Linked DNA regions of Zea mays: region 2 is linked to region 1. Evidence: chromatin contacts called from public Hi-C data. All regions are on one chromosome and are shown on one strand. Each heading gives the region's core, a stretch centred on a gene start, on an enhancer-like site or on the middle of the called end of the contact. The rest is flanking DNA. Distances are from core to core; before and after follow the strand shown.

Evidence for each region. Hi-C and Micro-C count contacts between places; a contact is called where the count stands out from the background.
Region 2: a contact with region 1 is called in a Hi-C map of ear, with 3 times the contacts expected there. The contact joins the promoter of LOC100285960 here to the promoter of LOC100278915 in region 1. A contact is called at or near these places in 8 of 25 Hi-C or Micro-C datasets (bundle sheath, ear, endosperm and 3 more).

What each region holds. Positions count from the first base shown.
Region 1 is chr10:91,057,163-91,060,782 of Zm-B73-REFERENCE-NAM-5.0, reverse strand. It overlaps LOC100278915, which reads left to right and starts at 1,818. Exons shown (of 12, transcript NM_001354468.1): 1 at 1,818-2,323. The coding sequence starts at 2,036.
Region 2 is chr10:91,195,435-91,199,054 of Zm-B73-REFERENCE-NAM-5.0, reverse strand. It overlaps LOC100285960 (DNA repair helicase UVH6), which reads right to left and starts at 1,638. Exons shown (of 11, transcript NM_001158849.2): 1 at 590-1,638; 2 at 364-446; 3 at 1-268. The coding sequence starts at 1,413.

The DNA.
Region 1 (3,620 bases), core at 569-3,068:
GCCCATCAGACCCGGCCCAAATGTACACATATAGTCGAAGCTACCATCAACTTCGGTTAAAGTCAAGCAGAAAAAGAAAAGACCAGATAGACCTTAGTAATCTAAGTTGTCTGTAGATGAATGTTGAGGGTCATGAATGCAATTTCACCCGGGCCGCGTCCCGTGCCTATAAATAGATGAACAGTAACAACATATTGTTCACGCAGGATCGTAATCACTCTCTCGCGCCTTCACCTTCGAGCAAGCCAAATGTATTAATGTAATATGAATTTTGTCAATATTTGTGCATAGTTTAAAGAATACAGATATGAGTGGATTAACGAGATTCAGTTACTACTTTCATCTCTTTGCATTATTGTCCACACATTAAATGAAGAAGGTGTGTCCTTCATGACTTTCGTCTGATGAACATTATATCCTCAGAAAAATAATGCTTCGGAAGACGAATATCCCTAATAACTAATAATTGTGTTGCCTTTTTCTTGATTCACAACATTTGAGAACGAGTGACCAACAGATATGAAATGCAAACTCTCACAAGGGGGAGGTGGGGAAACATAAACATCACAAACCAAATCATATAACAGGTATATACATACTTCTATATAACCTAACACTTGATAAAAGTGACCAGGCTGAATTTACTTAGACAAACCAGAGGACTAAACATACTTAAGTCATTTACTTCCCAATCCATGTCATAAATGGGCGGAGTTTGGTCAGATTGTTATACAGGTCAGCCTCCCCGATGAGACTATTTGCATTGGATACAAGAAACCTTTCGGTAAACACCGATACAAAGAGTACAGAATTGTGTGCAGTCGTTTACAACTCTTTATATACTTCCGCATGTACTATCGCCAAATATAGCGGGTGCATATCATTCTGGTAGCAGTCTTATCCATATCAAATCCTGTGTTATATAGATAAAAATATAGAAGTTAGATAAGAGTGAATATAATTTACCGTAGTTGATATAGATGAAATATATAGAGAAATATGAGTGGGGAAGATTATAAGATAGAGTGAAAATATTTTTTTGATTGCCTCATCCTTCCTATACAAGTTGTAGCATCTGAACTCAAATACTACACACGCTAAACACACAACGTAAGGCTGTTCGCAGTCACGGACTCTATGCACTACACGATTTGAGATAGAGTAAAAATTCAGCTGCAGTAGACAACTGGATGTAGTACTCCATTTTACGCTCACAAACGACACATTCAGCATACGTACGGAAGCCACCCTATCCAATGTAGTGAGCAACATGCAGCAGGACGTGTACAAAAAGAGATTTGAAAATAATAATATAATACTAGCCGGTTGTCCGTGCTTTGCTACGGTTTTTATATATCATATAAATATGTATTAAGATATTTATTCAAGTATAATTATTGTTTATTTTTCTAAATAATAAGATATGTATGGTCTGTTGGTTAGCCTCAAATTTCTGAAGTTGAGGGTGTGCGTTTAAGTGCTCGCTCTGTATTTTTTTTTCGCGGTGTGGTAATTACGTGTGTAGGGTTTATTTGATATAGGGTTGAGATATGAAATAAATATGACTACAAATAATTATAATATCAACTAAAAAATTTTATTGATAAGGATATAACATTTTTAAGGTAATATTTTAGAGTTATATGACTGCGGATAGCCTAAAAATATGGAGTATCGTACGAGGCTCATACCAACTGCACACCAGCGGATCCACACCCAACCGCCGAATTCGATACACACACCCGTCCACACTCAACCCGACCCAATATACACACCGAGGCCCGAAACAATAATAATAGTGTAGTAATAATAAAAGGAAATCACTAAATTTCCCCACCCAGTCCGCTGCGCAGGCCAGACATCCGCGGCGTCCGCCTCCCCGGCCCCGATCGATCGGAAGCTTCGGCTTCCCCTGACACAAGGCCGGCGCGAAAACGCCCCCACAAACAAACGGCGGACCATTGCCGCGCGTCGATTCGAACCCGCCGGGGAAAGCGCCGACGCCGTCTCACCCCGCGGAGGCGAAACCCTAGCGATGGCGGCGTCCGTGGACGCTGCGGCGGCCCTGGCGGTGACGCCCCCCGCTGTGGAGGAGGCGGGCGGCGCTGTTGAGCAGGCCAGGACGCTCATCGGCGCGCTCAACCTGCTTTCCCGCAACCTGCCGCTGCCCCCCGACGTCCTGCGCGCGGTCTCGTCCATCTACCACGATGGGGGTGCGGGTGACGATGAGGAGGAGGAGGGGGGAGAGCGGGAAGCGGAGAAGGAAGGGAATATGGAGATGACGGCCGCGGAGGAGGGTTACCCCGTTGACGTTGCGACCAAGGTGCGTGTGGGTGGTTCTTCTGGTCTGTGTGGGGATTGCCCCCCTTCTGTTCGGGTGCTGGGGACTGCACCTGACCGTTGTCTTTGCTTGCAATTGATTGCTCTATTGGCCCTTGCATTAGTAGCTTTGATAGTTAGTATTTGGCGGCTGATGCGCTTGTATGAGGTTCTGCAAATTTCTCTGTTGAGGGGTCTTCATATTCATTAGGTGGGATACTTTATTTGGACATAACTGCTTGATTATGATGCAAGGGACAATGCTTGAGACAATTGTATTTTTGGGACTACAAACAGTGTGCTTTGCAATAATGCCATTCCAAACAATTAGCTAGCATAAATGGGATTATAAAGATCGTATAATTGATTAAGATGCCATTTAGTGTATTCTCTTCCTTATCTAATACAATCTCTTGTATTTTGTGCCGTACGAGACACTTTTGCCCCTCAAGCCGTTCTGCAGGTTTCATCTCTCGTTTACGTGGCCTGAGCGTTTCATCTCGTGCGCCGCCATGGAGCTAAATCATCTCCGTCAGATCGGAGACGCCGGACAAGGCACCACCACCACCACCACGCTGGGCACAGCCGCCCCCCGTTCCATCGAGCTGGCTTGAGGCGCAGGGCATAACTGATGCTTCAGCAACCTATTGGGTTGTAAGCATTAGTATTGTTTACCTGCACATTGCCTATCAGTGTTCACTGCACATGGCCTAATAATTCGATACAGTACTATCTAATTGTTTACTGTACTTTAAAAAATGGTTTGTGTTTTTTCCTAAATTTTGAATGGCGGTAGGGCAAGGCGATACATCGATTTCTGATCAATTTCTTGAAGATTTGCTTTAAACATACAAGAACAACTTTGTGTCATCTGAACTTGCTCACACCATACTTGATTGTGGTCAAACTGAAGAACTGATGCATATATTGTTCTGTGCTGCTAACCGTACACAAGAAATTCAAGCTACATAAGTCCAATATGCATCCAGAATAAATCGCTCACATGAGCCCAATTGAATCCCTCCCTAACGAATTGGCGACCTCTATATCTGTTCGTTGTTAAGCATGCGGCATCCATGGCCAATTCGGCCGAGCCGCGAGCTGTCTCCGACGCACGAGCATGTGCGTCCGCGCAGCTCCTGCCTGCGCTCTTCGTTTCTTGTTCATCGCAGCTGGGGCATGCCGGAGCTCGTCCGTAGGGCAGTGCTGGCTACGGATGGATGGCGTGGCCGGGGCCTCGGCGCGACTCTAGCAGGAGCTCGAGAGTGCCTCCATGGTAGCACAGTTCAAGTTTCCAGTTC
Region 2 (3,620 bases), core at 389-2,888, 140 kb before region 1:
GTTATCTCTAATGTCATCATTAGGGAGTGTAGCCGGTCATAACAAAACCTCAGCATTTTTTGGTCGATTCCAGCCTGGGAATGGATTGAGGCAACAAAGGAAACTGGCATTTCATTCTCAACATTTTCTGTTTCAAGCCGGCCATCAAGGAATCTCACAAGCCTCCGCAAGACAGCAAGAAAATGTTCAGCCCTCCTTATGTTTCCAGGAACAGCTTCCTTCAAGATGTCATCAGGCAAAGACGGATTCGCGAGCCAAGCATCCGATACTTCATCACAAGAAGCATAATACTGTGAGCTATATGCAGAAGGCTATAGCTGACAGTGCGAAATGCAGTACTGGTGGCAAAAGGCCAGTGCTTACTTGGTAGATTTCCTCGCTGTGCCAGTCCATCCACCAGTCTGTTGTATTCAGCACGAAGCCTATTGGCATCGGTGGCCTTGAACCTTCCTACCAGATAAAGCAGTTGGCAAAGCAAGCTTAACTATCCATCACAAAGTTGAAGATGAATAGTTCTAAAGAAACAGGACCTATCGTTCAGTGGCTATTGGTGGCTGGCTTAAGTATATCCAACAATTGGGAGTGGTACCTGTCGATCTCTTGCGAGATGCGCCGCAGATTTCGCTCTGCGCCTTCCAGCGTCTGCTTGCGGATGCTGACGCTCAGCGCCTCTATGCAGACATTGTCAATGTTGTGAGCCTCATCGAACACGACCACACACTCCTTCTGCATCTCCCTGGACACAATGCTGGCCACCTTGGGGTCGAGCAGGTACTGGTAGCTGTACACCACAACATTGGCGTACTTGACCATCTGCCTGGCAAGGAAGTAAGGGCAGACCCGGCGCTCCCTTCCGAGCGCGCGGAGGTCTGCCAGGGTGTACACCCCGGGCGGCATGAAGGAGGCGAGGTCGCCGGCGGCAGCGGCCCGGTCGAACGTCTCGTAGAACTCGCACAGCGGGGTGGAGTCCGGGTCGGAGGAGGCCTTCTCGCGGACCCAGGAGGCCGTAAGGCGGCGGCAGGCGGTGTCGACGGAGTCCCGGGCGGCGGCGGCGGACGCCTGCGGGTGGATGCAGAGGTTCTTGCGGGAGGAGAGGCCGAGCGCGAGGAGGGAGCGGGAGGCCGCGGGCGGGAGGTGGGCGAAGAGGAGGCGGAGCTCGGCGAGGGTCTTCTCCATCTCGTGCACGGTGCGGGTGCAATAGATGAGGCGGAGCGGGCGGGCCGGGTTGGCGAGGGAGTAGGAGGTGATGAGGGAGATGAGCGCCGCCGTCTTGCCGGTGCCCGTGGGCATCTCGAGCAGCGCGTGCCCGCGCGCGTCGAGGGCGCGCTTGAGCTCCCCCATGTACGCGTGCTGCTCCGGGTAGATCGCCGCGTACGGGAAGTGCACGGGCAGGCCATCCAGGTCAAACCGCATTGTGGCGGAGGGGAAAGGCAACCGAGGGGCAACGCCGGAGGGGTTTGATTCGCCGGAGAGCGGAGAGGCGGAGACGGTGCTCGCGCCGCCGCCGCGGGGTGGAGATCACGTGAGGTGCTCGGTGGAATGCCCCCGTGCAGAGGAGATGCTGGTGGGCTCGTAATCGTAACGAGTATAGGCTTCTGGGTTGGGCTGGTACAGAGAACAGAGTCGGCTGCGAGCTACGGGCTACGAATGAACGATACAAAGGGTGGGAAGGCCACTCATAGCCCTCTTTGTTTCAGTTTTTTCGGTTTCTGTCCACCAAAAATTATTGTGGACGGTTAAACGCTCAACTTTTTAGCTAGCTTCTATAAAATTAATTTTGGTAAAACCATCTGAAATCAATATAAACACATAATCGGTTGAGTCGTTGCAATAATAGGAATCCGTCAATTTCTAGATCCTGAGCCCTATAGACAAATTCATCTTTCTTTGCACATAATCGCAACGATACTCAAATTCTCTACACATCCAGATTCTCCCCACATTCAGATTCTCAGAAAAGTTGAACCAAACAGGCCTTGTACCCCTAGAGTAGAATTTAAAGTACAACCTTCTGGGTTGGGCTCGTACAGAGATCTTACAATTTTTTATTGCGACGGCTCACAACAATATTGTGTCCTCCTCGGCAACACGCACGGAGAAAGGCCAAGAGCAAGACCGACACACCCCATATTCGTGTCGACGAGCGTCGGTCGGCTCGCGGCTGCAACCGTGGGCGGGGGAGCAGGTTGGGGAGGAAGAACATGGCGAAGGCCAGAAAGACGAGCGAGACTTCCGACAGCGGCGAAAACAATGGTGCGCGCATGCTATGAAACGTCCTCATGGATGTGCAATAGCCACTGCGTGGGTCGGTGTAGGGGCTGGTGTCAGACGAATATGGGGAGGAGGCGTCTGCTTCCACACCCTCCGCCGAGAATGGGGTGGCACGGAGGCGGAGGCATGAGGGGAGAGAGAAAAGAAGTAGGATGACGAACGAGGTGGTGACAACTGAGTCGAGTACTATCATTATCGTGCGAAGGTACAGATGATCAAATGTGTCGTGTCTGGTGGGCTAGTCTGAGGCACGACCCATTTAATAGTGTCTAGGCCAGCCCGACATGAGTGTTGTGCCATGCTTGGGCCGTAGCCTCGACCCGACACGATTATATATTTTTAATTTTACAAAAAAGCATATATACACATGTACAATTTATATTCAATATTGAAAACATCTGAGTATGATGTTCTACTGGTTAGACGATTTCACCTAGTGTCTCCCGCCATTCTTCCAATAGGCGTGGGTTCAAACCCCACCTTCGACACTATTTTTTAACATTTTATGCTGATTTAACCAAATGGCCCGACGGGCTAACGGGCCGGTGTGTCGTGCCTGGGCCAGAGCTGCGGTCTGCGGGCGTCGAGCCCGTGCCAGGCTGCCGTTAAGGGGACAGGCGTGCAACAGGTTAATTTGAAGTAGATGTGATGTGTTATTTGTAAAAAGATGACGCAGAACGACTGTTGAAACTCATATTTTAATATAGTAGAGATATAGAGAGAGATTTTAGTGTATTTTGGTTAGTTCTATTTGGTTTAAAGCCTTAGGTGGCCAAGCCAAAATTTGGTCAGTATTTGACCATATTTGACTCTAAATTAAAATTTGGTCAGATAATAAATTGCTCATTTATATAGCTTAGGTATAGTCAAATAAACCATATGAGTGAAAGTTTTGTTCTATAGTATGATTTTAATTTGAAGTCAAGCTTAGTCAAACTGTGACCAAAATTTGGCCTGGTTAATAATGGCCTGGAACCAAACATTGTTGCCTAACTATCAATGGATGCTAAATGTTTTATTATATGGAGCAAACTCATTTTTCTCTACTAGTCTATACCCGTGCTAACGCTACGGTCTTTGGGAGGGGAGAGGAGGAGCCAGCACTGGCGTGAGGGAGGGGAGGGGCGACAGACTCTAGGCAGAGGGCGAGGCAGTGGCGTGTGAGGGATGAGAGGAGAAGAATGATCCAAATAACGTTGACCATTATATTTTAGCGACTAAGAGAGATGATGATTATACAACGATCTAAACCGTTGGTTTTGAAGATGTGTTATGTGTGGGTGTAATTCGTTTGGTGGATTTACTGAAGGTTATGGGTGTGGGTGATTTGGTTGGGTGGGTTTTGCTAA